Linked DNA regions of Zea mays: region 2 is linked to region 1. The links are chromatin contacts, called in public Hi-C maps. All regions are on one chromosome and are shown on one strand. Each heading gives the region's core, a stretch centred on a gene start, on an enhancer-like site or on the middle of the called end of the contact. The rest is flanking DNA. Distances are from core to core; before and after follow the strand shown.

The links. Hi-C and Micro-C count contacts between places; a contact is called where the count stands out from the background.
Region 2: a Hi-C map of endosperm shows a contact between it and region 1, with 4 times the contacts expected there. The contact joins the enhancer-like site here to the promoter of LOC100304296 in region 1. A contact is called at or near these places in 6 of 25 Hi-C or Micro-C datasets (bundle sheath, ear, endosperm and 2 more).

The regions. Positions count from the first base shown.
Region 1 is chr1:158,215,126-158,222,560 of Zm-B73-REFERENCE-NAM-5.0, forward strand. It overlaps LOC100304296, which reads right to left and starts at 3,218. Exons shown (of 4, transcript NM_001361280.1): 1 at 2,899-3,218. The coding sequence starts at 3,174.
Region 2 is chr1:158,398,559-158,405,993 of Zm-B73-REFERENCE-NAM-5.0, forward strand. No RefSeq gene overlaps it. Among protein-coding and RNA genes, the nearest start is that of LOC103639982, 87 kb to the right of the region's middle. Within about 2 kb of position 4,448, at least 7 of the 20 cell types and tissues checked have an H3K27ac peak or open chromatin away from gene starts, as enhancers often do. A contact at or near this core is called in endosperm and leaf, where this site is marked.

The DNA of each region.
Region 1 (7,435 bases), core at 1,968-4,467:
CCCAAGCAACCAAAATGATCAGGGAGTTAAGTCCTTTTCTTAGACTCTTCTCAACACTTTTGATACTTTGGCGCCACCAGTTTGAAAACTGTGTGCATCCAGGCTGAGGGGCAATGGCTAGGAGGCCCAAATTGTGGAGGATTAACGTCCATATTTGTCGGGCAAACACGAAAGAGACAAGAATATGCTGGATGGACTCCTCGGCTTGATCACACAGAGGCCAAGCAACTGGATGGGGAAGGCCTCTTTTTGCTAGTCTATCAGTTGTCCAAACCCTGTTTTTGATGGCCAACCATACAAAGAATTTGCATCTTAAGGGGGCCCAGGTCTTCCAGACACGTCGCCAAGGGCCAAAAATGATAGAGCCAGTAAAAATGCATCATATGTTGATTTGCTACAGTAAGAACCATGACCAGCAATGTCAGGCTGAAGATCTACCCCATCAACCAAGTTCCAGAGATGCAGATACTCCACTAAAACTGGTACAGACAAGCCTCCCCTTATATCTAACACCCATTTACGATATGTGAACCCTCCGCTACTGTTCTCCGCTTTAATGCCCTTTTAGGAATCATTTGGATCGGTGATCTTCTGACTAGCCTCGATCATACGAACTGATAAGATTGATAGATAAGATGGAATAAATGGTTCAAATTCTTTGCTAGGAAAATAATCAAATGAACCCAACAAATTTTTAAATCCTAAAAGTAAAAGATCCTAGATTTAATTCAGGAGTATGACTACTATCACTAAAACCCTATACTATACACTTAAAATAGGATACGATAATATGTGTAGGAAGGAGATATTGCGTATAATGTGTGGGATGGTGGGACGTATTGCATTGAGCCTCTAGGGAGAATATATAGGACTACATAACTTGGAGGGCAAGAAGCCTATCCTAGAGATGAGGAAGGTTATCCTAGAGATAAGGAAGGTTATCCCAGGATTACAATCAATCAAATCAATCCTAAACCAACCATATCAGGAGTTGCCTAATATACTCTAAAAAAATGACCAGCAACCAGTCCCAGATTTCCTAATTTAACAAGAGTGAGCCCATGTTTTCCACTTGGGTAACTACATTCATTGGTGAAAGAAATTAGTAATGATAGATGAATCATGCAATGAATGATTTAAGGTAACGTTTCTAGATTTCAGCAAGCCAACTACCACCAAATTTGACCCAAACCACAGGAGGAATCAGTTCACGCTTTACGCGTGTACGCCACAGAAACAAGAAAGCAAGACCTCCCCTAGAATTCTTTGATATGTTCACCTCGAGATAGCAAAAAGGTCAAACATTTCAGGACGATAAGCATGGTTATTAAAGCGCCAGTTTTTAGCGTTAAAACGCTCTGGGCCGTAAAAAGGCCACGTTTTGTCGCTTTTTCAGATTTCCAGCCCATCACAGTTCTCCTAACCTAAAAAAGGGGGCAGCCGTGACGGACTCGTGCTGCGCGTTCGTTCGGCATCACTGGGCTTTGCCGTCAGCCGGTAAGAACCTTACCTGAGCTTGCCGCCTCCCTCGCCTCCTCCCTGCGTTGCTCCCTACTCGTGCCACGCTCCCTCTCCCCCGCGGCCGTGCTCGTTGCTCCTTGGTCCCTGCTCGCGCTCGGCGCCGCCGCTGCCTCCCTGCGTTGCGGCCGCGCTCGCTCCCTGCTCAAGCTCGGCGCCGCCGCTGCCTCCCTGTGTTGCACTCTCTGCTCTCGCTCGGTCAGCTCGCCGGTCCTAGCTCAGTCGCCTCCCTGCTCTGCCTCTGTTAGCTGTCCCTATCCCTGCTCTCATCCTCCTCCCCTTCCCTGCTCACATTCTCCTCTGGTTTTGGTTATTTGCGGACTAAAAACGGCAAACAGTAGTGATGCTAATGCGTCTGTGGTTGTGGACATTACATTCCACTTTAGTTGCTTTTGTGCTATGTTTGTGATTGTGGACTACTGCACATTTCATTCCACTTTATTTGTGGTTGTCGCTTTGCTAGTTGCTATTAGTTGAGCACTTGAACTTATGTAATTGTGGATTTGTGGTAGTGTGGTTGTGGACATGTTATATTGTTACATGAAATTAAGTTATATTCAATTTTGTCCATGTTGTTTAAAAAGACGTTTTAAAGCTCGCTTAAACGTTTTAAAGTCAAAAAGTTCTCATGAGCGCCTCAACATTTTATCGCTTTAATAACCTTGACGATAAGTTTGTCACTTAATCCCAAATTCTTAATGAACTAACCAAAGCCAAACAATACAAATTGCTCACCAACAAAAGATCAAAACTTTGACCATAAGACCAAGCTGATAAAATAAAAAAATGTCTGCTAAGCCTAGCAAACTAGGCCGCAAAAGCAAGGAATGATCATATGTCACAGCCAGTACTGTGTCAACAAGTGTACAAGCAGGGACGGATCCAGCGGACGGGGCTCGAGCAAGGTGGCATATACGTTTTTTTTTGTGTTGGTATTTCGTACGTGTGCGTGGGTCCACAGGGCAGAGTCGGCCTCTGGCATATAAGCTTAAGGGCTGATTTGGTGACCAAGGATCAGGGATTGGAGGGGATTGGAGGGGATTAAGGGATTAAGGGGGAATATCTTGGATACTGAAATGGAACGCACCTAAAGCTAAAACCTCAACGATATATTTTTTTCATTGAAATAGGATCCATAGCAAAGTATACGCCAGGTAAAATAACGATAGCTGCTACGGTAGCATGGAATAGGAAGGACAGGAAGCTTAAAATCAGGATTTTCATTCAAATATCTGCACACTTGATACAAAGTGAGTGAAGCTTAAGAGCGCAGTTTTTTATCTTAAAAATAATACTAAAAGGTCGCACAGGCAGCCAAGCATCTGGAATCCAGCATAGATGAGGAACTAGAGAAGGCGAGAGCAACAAGTAAGCGCGTACCAGGAATATCCTGCTCCCGTCGCGGCCGAGCTGGAGCAGGTCGAGCGCCTCCTCCAGCGCGTCGGCGAGCACCGCCAGCGCCCGCTCCGGTTCCACCGCGGGTACACAGGGTACCTCCCGGAGCTCCTCGACAAAGGGGCCAAGGAGCCGGATCCGCCGCGACAGCGCGAGCAGCTGGCGCCTGTACGCGTTTCGGAACTCCCAGCCACCGGATCCCACCGCCTCCACGGCGGCGGCCACCCTCTCCGCGGCCCCGCGGCCGCTGACGCCGGCCATGACGAGGGGAGTCCAGTCGAGCCGCCGCGGCGTGAACCGGACCCTGCCAACAGGTGACTAGTCAGAGGGAAAGGAGACAGTGGCAGGGGCGGTAAATAGGTGCGAGAAAAGCGGGGTAGTGGCGTCGTATTGGGTGGGTCCCGCGGTCGTGTCAGCGTCGCGGGCGGGCCGGATCGCGTCGTTGGAGTTGCCCGCACCTCCACGGCAGCTGATTTTCGCGTCCGTCCGGTCCGGGTCGCCGCTCGTATCCTACGGATGCGGTGCGGGTGCATCGGCCGGCGCCCAACGCCTACCGAAGGTCCGAAGCCACCGGCGACCACTAACCGCGACCGGCCTGTCAATTGCATGCAAAAAAAATTAGTTATAATGTGGACCATATTATTTATAGAGTAAAGTTTAAAATATAAAAGCATCTCAAAGAGAGATTCTCAGAGCAACTCTGAAAGATTAACTTAGTCAAATTTACTGATTTAGCTACTCTTTAAAACCGATTTAACAGAAAAATTGTAGGTTAATCCAAGAGACTCGATAAACCTATAAATTGAAGGGAGAGTGAAGCAGCCTATTCAAAAATAGAGAGTCACTAAATTTGAAGATTCATTTACAGAGTCTATTGGATACGTTTTTCTTCTAATATTAGCTAAATTTACCTTTATAAAACTATATATTTAATATCTTGGAGTTGCTCTAAACTGGATACTATTTTAAATATGGCTAAGAACCATAAAACACACTTTTTAACTGTGATCCTATTTTATAAAATTCCATCAAACGATTATAGAGCTCAATCTCTCGGGTTCTAAATATAGTACCTTATATACTGGAGTCATATTCTCGTTTTCTCTTGAGCTTCAACCATTTATTTTCTAATAACATAATTTATTTTATAAATAGCATTATTTAAAGCCTAACTGTTGGAGTAAAAAGTTCTTTTGAGGCCTTAAACACTAAATACGATTCTATTTCAAATTTTAGGACTCTAGTTTAGAGTTTATTGTTGAAGATGTTCTAAGGTAAGACAGAGAGTCTACTGGAGATAGTCTTATCAAGCTAACAGCCTTCTTAAAGCAGTTATATCAAAAGTGTTTTATACGATCATATACATACTCTGCTGAGCATGGCGTAGAAAGATGAATGAAAAGCTATGTAAAGGTGAAAACTGTGCTTAGATTTTGGTTGTTGCTCTTTGTTCTATTCTGCCGACATCCTCTATTTTTATTATATTATTGAAAACAAAGGGAAATTTTGTTTTAAGTGAAAAGATATAGAACGTGGTTTTCTGTTCAGATAGATCTCTAAATAAAAATTCAAACCAGTTAAGAAATTTTTTTAGAATTATTTAAAGATATTTTTACAATGTGTTCGAACACCCTCTCCCTGAGCTCTGCGCACCGCACGTCGACCCACTGTCGTTGTGTCACGCCACATTGGGTGAACTATTGTTTGTTCATGCTAGACCTATGTGGCACCGGTGAGCTTTGCACTAACGATCTTTGTGTTGTTGTGTGGATGAGCGGCGCACGTTGCCGCGTGGATGAGCTTCGTGTGTTGTCACTGCTGCACCAGTAAGGCATCGCACACCACCACATCCAAGTAATAAACATATTGTATCGTTGCAACTATATGTTATACAAGTTTCATGTTTTTGTAGATGTTTTAGTTGTGTATTTCATGTGTTTGCTGGTATTGCAATGATGTATCTTTCTTCATGATATTGTACATGTTTCCAATAGTAATCTGGCATGTTTCATTAGTATATCATTGATGTTTGCAGTGGTGGTCCTCATTGGCGTCTGGATGAAAACCAACCGTGAACGCCCATGCACTAGTCATGTTGATTTTTAAGTTAAATGCATTGATGGTGTCTAAACTTGTCAATTAGATCTATGAACTTTGAAACTGTAGAAAGAGAGGGATGAATAGGCATTTCTATAATTTTAGACACGGCAAAATTAAACTTATCGATCTAGCTAAGGTTATACCTCAACATATATTATTGGTATCCTATAAAGATCTTAGTTAAACAACTAAAGTGATGATCTAGATAGAGCTCACCAAAACAAATCTTTTTGATGAACTTGTACGAATATATACAAATAGTATTCAATCAATCTGAGAGCTCCTACATGTACTGGTGAATAAAAGATGCAAAGCTTAAGCACATTAACATTACTCAACTAGCAAGGCTACATAAGCTAAAACTAGTGAGGTAAATAGCTTAACTACATAAGTTAGATAAATTTATTAAGTTACACAAACTTACAAGTATAAGATAGCAACTATTTTACTACACAAGTAAACTAGTCATAAGAACAATACTAATCATTAGCTCAAATATAAACAAGCTAATGTTAGGGAGTCTGTACACCAATGGAAGGATGGCTTTTGGTACGATGATCTTTCTCTTGAACTTCAGTGATTTTCTAATCACCTACTCTTCATTAAGGCAAGCTTAAGACTACCGTCGATCCTCTTGATAGTGTTGACCAGCAAGTCACATTCTCCCATGTGAAGTGCTCACACCTAGGCTCTAGCGCTTGATCTAACACAAACTATTGGGCGCTCTACACACCTACCTCTACTAGTGTTGCTCTTCTCTTGAAAGGTGAGCATGTTATCCCTTACAAAGCCTTCTCCAGAGCCATGCACAACTTCACATGGGATTCCATGGAGCCACAACTTCTAAGGTGTCTAGGAGGTGGCAACCTCTAGGAGTAATAAGTGTCACTGGCTTGCAACTCGACCAACTAGTGCCACTTGTACAACTGTTCATTGCAATGCACTAGGTATCACTCTCACATGCTTGAATGTGGTCTCTAGCATTCATATGTGAGTAGAGACTAGAAGCTACACCACTTGGGCAACACATCATCAAGGTGCACTCTTACTTCAAATGGTCGGTCACCCCTCTCTTACAGAGGAGAGGGACCAACAGAAAGCTCTCTTGTGGGTTTTGGTAATTTGGATGATAACCCAATTAAAGGACTAACAGGTGTGCTAAGTGTTGAACAGGTGCTTAGTGCAAATCTTATAGGGTTCAACACAAGTGAACAAGTGTGATGGTCCAAAGACTAGAATGTTTATGGATAACATGGACGTCACAAGTAAGATGGACATTGCTTAAGTGAGACTCGGTGTGCGTAACTCGGAGACAACTGATCAAGCCAAGGATGGAGGAAAGAAGAGCTTTGAGGTACCGAGTGCATGGGACAAGGTCAAATATGCCGAGGAACCCAAAGCTAGGGGTGAAGAAGAAGACTTGCAAAGTCAAGGTTGATCGAGTTGAGAAGAGAGATGGTGCATCGAGGATCATGACTTATGAACGTGACTTATAATCAATGAGGTAATACTATGGTTATGTGGTGTAAGTCACAAGGCTCAAGATGAATCTTAAGAAGTGAACAAGGTCACTAGAAGGAGGAGTAGTGTCAAAGTCAGAACCTGGAAGCAGCCCAAAAGAGCTAAGTTCACTTTGACCTTTAGTTTGGGTAGTTCCTGTGGATATGTTCTATGTGACTTTTGTAGGGTATTAGAACTCATATATGTCAATCTAGATTAAGTCAAGTTGTCTTGATGGTTTAGAGTCCAACATCAACCTCAAACAGGCCAAAATTGGTAAAACGATGAAAAAGGTTAAGTATGTAAGGTTTGGGTGTTCAACTATGTTGCATACACCTTTTACAACATGTTTGGTACATTGATTTGCTCTGTAACTCTTTTTGTATAGAAAGTTCCATTCTGAGCTCTATTTGAGGAGAAATAGAAAATTGGGAGAAGAATGGGGAAGAGGTAACTTTCTGGGACTAAGTCAATTGGATTATACTCTAAATGTGTTTGTCTAAGTCTCAGGGAAATACACCCAAAAGTTGAAGTCAAATGGAGAAAGAATTGATTAAAAAGCACTTAGTGTGATGTTGGCTGGCTCATAGGACAGTGAATAGTAACATATTCAGTGCACACATGATAGTTAATAGTAACTTGTCTGGTGCACAGGATAGTGAATAGTAACATGTCTGATGCACCAATGGCTAGCCCTTTAAAAGAAGGAAACTGTCAATCAGATCTGCAGGCGACCGTTATTGTGCGTTGTCCGGTGGCACACCGGATAGTCCGGAGCACCCACGAACAGGCAGTTTTGGAGCTTCTAAATGAGGACTCCAATGGCTTCTATGCCCCTTAGGACTATAAAAGGGACCCCTAGGCGCCTCCAACAAGTGAGTAAGAGTAACCAACAAACATAGACATTATGTGATCAATTCTA
Region 2 (7,435 bases), core at 3,198-5,697, 180 kb after region 1:
CGAATCGCCGGCGACAGCGACCACCTCTGCATCAGCAGCGACAACGACCTCTGCTCCGAGCGGTACGCCAGCAGCAGCGACCACCTCAGGGTGAGCGCCGGTGTGAAAGGTCCTCGTCCCGTCTCCCTAAGGGGGCGACAACGAGGCCATTAAAGCCAAAGAGTCAGGGACTCAGCGGCAGGTGGCCCTAATAGTCTCGGCAGTGGAGGCAACCACCTCTGCAAGCGGCAGCCACCACCTCAGCACCGACGACCACGGCCACCTCCGCACAAAAGGTCCTCGCTCCTGTCCTCCCACGGAGTGAGGACTAGACCATCCAAGAACGCTGCCGCCACTCCCGCAGCGTGCGACGTCTTGGACGGTCCCCCGTATGGCTGGCGGCGCGGGAGAAGCCGTGGGTGTGGCAGACCCGCGCACGGCGCGACCGTCGCCCGTATGGTGGATGGACAGCCACGCCCCGACCAAACGGCAGGAGGCAGCGTCGGAGGCGGCGACAGGGCCACCTAGGCCAAGAGCCAGGCACGCGGCAGCTGTCAGCGCCTGCACCTGGCCGGCCTCACGTAGCCGAAGTTCGCCTCCTTCGTGTGGCTGGTGAACCCCTCTCCTCCCCCGAATGCTGGAGGAAGAAGCGGGCCACTGGCCCACGCGGGAGGTAGAACCCTGGCTCGACGCGCCTTCCGCCCCAGCGAGGATGATGAACATCCTTGAAGCTGAGGGCAGGAGGGAGGCCACAGCCCGGTTTGCTTCTCCCCACCACAAGGCTGGTAGTCATCCTTCTGGATGACCACCGACGGGGGACTGCAGCCGGGCTGCATGATGAAAATCCTTGAAGCCGAATGGTGGTGGAAGGATGCCAACCCCCATTGGGTTGCACCCCTCCAACGGTGGCAGGAAGAAGACAAGATCGGCGACACCACCACGAGCGCACGCTCTCCGACAGTGAAGTCGCCGGAAGAGACGACCTTGACGCGGATCCCTCCAGAGAACACCAGCGCACCCCATCTGGGGGCCCGGAAGGCGAAAGGGCGCGGTGGTCGTAAGAGGAGCGAGGCATGTCTACTGCCCAGGGGATCGACCCCTTTTTAAAGGCAGATTCCCCCCCCCCCCACACGAGCCCCTGAAGCGTCACGGGTGAAGTCTCCCCTGGCATGCACCAAGGATCTCACCTAATGGCACGGGGGCCAGGCCCCGCATGTCATGCAAACTAACCTTAAGAAGGAGCGTGCGACTGTCCTGCGGTTACGCGCCCCTCCATTTCTGGGCAACCAGCAGTCAGGAAGGCGAACCGTCGCGCAAGGGGCATGCAACCGCTCCACGATTAGGCGCCCCTTCATCTTCGCCGTGTCCAGCGGTCAAAGAGGCGAACCGCCACGCAAGAAGCGTACAACCGTCCCGCGGCTGTGCACTCTCTCAGCTCTACGACAACTGGCGGTCCAATTCAGGGGCCCAGGCCCAGACGTCATGTAACCGGCGCGCCGATTACTGTGTGCAAAGAAGCCGCACCGCCGCCTGCGCCAATGCCTTGAATTCTCGGGACTGTCACGGATTCTGAAAAGGTAAATTTTTCAGAACCAGTGCAGCGACTCGAGGCAGCCTCGCGCATAGCCCGACAATGCCGTTGAATACGATGGTCACGGGTCATTCAGCCGTGGGAGTAGGCACAGTAGTTGGCATGGCCATAGGCGGGCTGGCAGTAATTGCAGCAACAGACGCGCGGAAGCAGCGGTCCAACTGCAAATCAGACTCTGGTCCCACCTGCAGGCTCGCATCCTCCCCTGAGGTGGGACCGGGGGCCATTGTCGGTACCCTAAATCAGGGGTACCCTCTCCTACAGCATAAAGGCATCGCACCCATGCAACGACTCCTGGCCGCAAGGAGGACCGCGCCTAACTCCACCGGATGGGCGGGCCAAAGGGCACCACGTGGCGAGGAAAGACACCATGCCTCAGTAAGATCGGACCCCCACAGAGGGTCACCGGGCCCCTGTATACATACAGGTCCGGAGCCCCAGGGTAGGTCCGAACCCCGGCAGGGTTCCGGAACGAGAAGGACCTTGGGGTATACAGGGGTCCGGTGCTGACACGTGCGCAGGCCTTGCTCTCTGCCCCCCGCGCAGGCGAAGGCCCGCTGCTTGTGGCCCATGACATAAGCCATCGGGCCAAGCCTGACGTAAGGCCGTGTAACCCCTGCATTTATTAAGGAGAGGACGCGCCACCTGCCACTGCGCTGACAGGCGACGGGCGACATGCCCTCTCAGCATTTAATGTGTCCCGTCCCATCCGCTGGCAGGCGGCGTCAAGGTCATCCAGCAGGCGGCGGGACTGCTGTGTCTGCTGGCAAATAGTGCGCCCATGCCAGGCAGCGCACTGTTATCCCTTCTACAAGAAGCTTCCCCTGCACACCGAAGATACACAGATCTCGGACGACAGGACACAAGGGATTGCCCCGGCAGCAAATATTTATAGTCCCAAGTGTTATATTCTCTATGTCCCTGGGCCCACATGTCGGGGCTCAGTACCTTTGTGCATGCCCCCCTTCAGCTATAAAAGGGGAGGCATGCGACGTTATAAGACAGATCCAAGCTAGGACCCAACTCTAGGCAGACACTCTTAAGTTCATACAAGCTCCCAAGCAATACATCACACAGTGGAGTAGGGTATTACGCTCCGGCGGCCCGAACCACTCTAAATCCTCGCGTGCTCTCGTGTGTTGATCCACTAGTCCTGTAGCAAGCAAAACGCTTAGGCCCCTCCTCTCTTTAGGATTTAGGGCGGGTGCAATCCGCCACCCGGCCGGGGAGATTTCCTCTCCGACAGGTACTACCCAAAAAATCAGTGGTAAACAAGGTATAAAGATAGCCAAACTAGGGTAACCTACTGGGTCCCATCAAAATTAACCTATGCAATCCTTATGATTAATAAGAACATGATTGGGTAAAAAGAGTGATCAAGGGCACAACTTGCCTTCAACGAGCTCCTGCTCAGCAGTCTCCACCTACTGAACCCTGGATCCTCTGTGGCTTGCTCGTCTACTCGCAACAATACAAACAAACATGTATAGCAAAAAATAACAAATAACGTCACACCAAATAGCAGTACAGAATGCATGATAATATTCTAAGCGTCGTATCGAGATCGTAGGAACAAGAATCACTAAATTCGGAGTTATGGATATCTAGTTATGAATTTCTGAAGTTATTTAGTACCAAGAATCGAGTAATTCAAGTGAATAATTTTAATCCAAGTTTCATGGCTAAACATAGGTACTAGGTGATAGACAATATTAAAACAAAATTAATGCCACGGGAATAGATTAATTTGGAGTTACAATGAATTAATTATGAATTATACGCACCAGATTTAAAAATTCTTAGATCAAGTTTCACCCGCACAATTTCTATCCAGCGGCATAGACCTAACCTACACCAACCGGTACGCGGAATCTGATCCTAGCCGCAGATCACAAGATGGACGCATCCCCGCTCGTCTTCATCCTCCGGCCGAGCAGGGTGGCGATTCCCCCGCCATGACCCGGCGGCGAATCACCGGCGCGCAGCCAACCCACGCCCCGACATGCTACCCACCACACGTTCCTCCATTCGCGACACCAGGACTACACGACCACAGTGGCGGCCAAGGTACCCATGGGGGTGGCACAACCAGCACAACCCACGGCAAAACACAGAGCCGCGGCGGCGTTTAACAACGGCGAGAAATTCTCGATCCCATATGACCTAATCCTTCCTACCCATCAATTCAATACTTGGCTAGCATGATAACGAGGTGCTAGAACGACTCTTACCGGTGGAGGAGGACGTAGGGGTCTGGTCGGCGTGAGGAGCGGCTTGGCGGTGAAGACGACTCCGTCGAGAAATTCCACCCGCACGGTCCCGCCTTCACCCACAATCGGTGACGCCCGCGTTCAGGGTACCCCAGGAATTACTCAACGCGCCCACCGGGCACATAGGGTGGTACTTCACGTCGGCAAACGACGGTGCCTAGTTGCTCCACCCGCGGCGCTCGGCGTACGGACCTCTGCAGTCAGCCAGTCTCTGGTTATCGCGGTGGTTGCAACGAGGCGGTGGCACGGGGTATGGCGAAGATAGTGGTGCGCGGAGATTTATGTAAGCCGGCTGGGCAAACTACTTGCTCGAGATCACCGCCGATTTGAGCTGGCTGCTACCCAGTCCTGCCCGAGTGCCTGAGGGTCCGTTCGGTTGATACGGAATGGGCTACCGTATCTGTTTCTAGTCGGATTGCTTCACTAATTTGTATAAGTTTTGATCAACAGAAACAATTCTGGATGAACAGACCCTGAATCCGAAGGGAACGGTCCGACACGGCAGTCCCACGTGACAGCGAACTCGACGAGGCGATTCATGGGTCCCAGTGACCAGTCTCATGGAGTGTTAGCTGCGACGGCGCGCGCGGGATGTAGTACCTGGTTGGACCACTGACGAGATGGCCCCACAAGTCAATGTTTGTGAGGCAAGCGCGGCGGTGGGCTGAGTTCTGGGCCGAGTGTGCGCAGGGAAACGAAGATGTGGGCCAAAAGGAGGAGTTTAGGCCCAGGCGCGCTTCTAATTTCCTTCCTATTTTCTATTTTCTTTTCTCTTTATTTTTTATCCCAAGTTTAAATCCAAAATTGATATTGAACTTTGGATTTTAGGTTAACTATTTAAATTTAAAATGTCAGTATGAGAAGACATATTTGTGTGTATATATATATATATATATTTCTTTATTTTCATCTAGGGTTTTTCCTTTTCCTCTTCTCTTTTCTTTTCCATTTTCAAACGCTAATCTCCTTTTAGGCTTTAATTCAATTTTCCTTATGATTATATTTTTATTAATAGTGTTGCCATTATTATTATGTGCACAAGCAACAAAACTCTGGCATGATGCACATTTTATTGAGATATTATTTATTTTAAACATGTCTCCTCTCTTTAGTTTCCAAAGTTGAGTATTACAAATCCTACCCCCTTACAAAGAATCTCATCCCCGAGATTAGGTAGAACTAGGAAAGAGGTGGGGAAAATCTACTCGTAGCTCTTCTTCTCTTTCCCAAGCAGCTTCATCTTCTCCATGGTGACTCCATTGCACTTTGCACATTTTAATCACTTTATTCCACGTGACATGAGTCAAGGTATCAAGAATCTTGATAGGATACTCCGTATAAGTCAGATCATCTTGAACACTAAGATCCTCCATAGGTAGTTGCTCTTCGGGTACCCTTAGACACTTCTTCAGTTGGGATACATGGAAGACATCATGTACATCTGCAAGATGGTCAGGTAGTTTTAGTTGATAGGCAATTTCTCCCACTCGCTTTAAGATCAAGAAGGGTCCAATAAAGCAAGGGGACAACTTCCCTTTAACTTTAAACCTCCTCATACCCCGGATCGGTGATACCTTTAGATACACGTGATCACCCTCCTTAAATTCTAGCAGTCTTCTCCGGGTATCCGCATAGCTTTTCTGTCTTGACTGCGTAGTTCTCAAGTTCTCCCATATCAAGCGTACTTGTTCTTCTACCTCTTGTATAATTTTTGGCCCAAAGAACTGCATTTCACCAGTTTGATCCCAATATAAAGGAGTCCTGCATTTTCTGCCATATAAAGCCTTAAACGGGGACATCTTCAAACTGGCCTGGTAGCTATTATTATAAGAGAACTCCGCATAGGGCAGACTCTTATCACAACTGCCACCATGTTTAAGAGCACAAGATCTTAACATATCCTATAGTACTTGGTTGGTCCTCTCGGTCTGCCCATCAGTTTGAGGATGGTAGGCCGAACTAAAATTCAACTGTGTGTCCGAGCACTCGTGCAACTTCTGCCAAAACCGAGAAGTGAACTATGATCCCCGGTCTAACACGATCTTCTTAGGCACTCCATGTAGACAAACTATCCGAGCCATATACAACTTTGCTAGCTTGGCTCCCGTGTAATTAGTTCTCATAGGGATGAAGTGAGCCACTTTTGTCAGTCTGTCCACAATTACCCAAATGGAGTCATACCCTGCAGAAGTGTGGGGTAGACCAACAATGAAGTCCATGCCAATTTCTTCTCACTTCCACTCGGGTATCTTAAGCGGGTGAAGTAATCCAGCAGGTCTCTGATGCTTGGCTTTTACCCTCTGGCAAACATCACATTCTGCCACATGTGCAGCAACATCCCTTTTTAGTCCATACCACCAATACTTCTGCTTCAAGTCCTGGTACATCTTGGTACTACCCGGATGGATGGAATAAGCTGAATCATGTGCTTCCTTCAATATGGTTTCATGAATACTATCGATCTCAGGAACACAAATCCGGTTCTTGAACCATATTGTGCCCTGCTCATCTTCCGTGAAGTCTGGGCCTCTACCTTCAGTTATCAGATCCTTGATCTCTTGAATTTGGACATCACCGATCTGACCCTTTCGTATTTCTTGCTCTAAGGTAGGCTCCACTTCTATGGTAATTCCTTTAGTATGAGCAACTATCCCCAGATTGAGCTTCTCAAAATCTTCTGCTAACTCATCGAGTAACTGGGTGACGATAGCTGCATGGACATGCTCCTTCCGACTCAGGGCATCCGCAACCAGATTCGCCTTGCCCAGATGATAGTGAATTTCCAAGTCATAGTCCTTGATGAGCTCCAACCAACGGTGTTGCCTAAGGTTGAGATCCTTCTGAGTGAAGATATATTTTAAGCTCTTGTGATCAATGTAGACTTGGCACTTAGTCCCCATAATATAATGCCTCCAAACCATGAGAGGATGCACTACGGCTGCCAGTTCTAAGTCATGAGTGGGGTAGTTCAACTCATATTTCCGTAACTAACGAGACGCATAGGCGATGACGTGTCCTTCTTGCATAAGCACACATCCCAAGCCCTGGCAGCTTGCATCACAATATATTTCAAAACTCTTCTGTAGATTTGGCATAATCAACACCGGGGCGGACAATAACTTAAACCTCAACTGGTTGAAACTCTATTGGCATTCCCAAGTCCATTTAAACTCCTTTCCCTTCTCTAACAGTGAGGTCATCGGCTTAGCAATCTTAGAAAATCCTTCAATGAATCACCGGTAATAACCCACGAGTCCTAGAAAACTTCGAACCTCCGAAACTAAACTTGGTATCTTCCAACCAACTATTGCTGTTACTTTAGCCGGATCCACTGAAATTCCTCCTTTGGAGATGATATGCCCAAGGAATGGTATTTCATCAAGCTAGAACTCACACTTGGTAAATTTGGCATAGAGTTGATTATCCCATAACTTTTGTAGCACCATCCGCAAATGTTCCTCATGATCACTATCATTCTTGGAGTAAATAAGTATGTCGTCGATGAATACCACGACGAATCTATCAAGATACTCCATGAATACCTTGTTCATCAGATTCATGAAGTAGGCAGGTGCATTAGTTAAGCCAAACGACA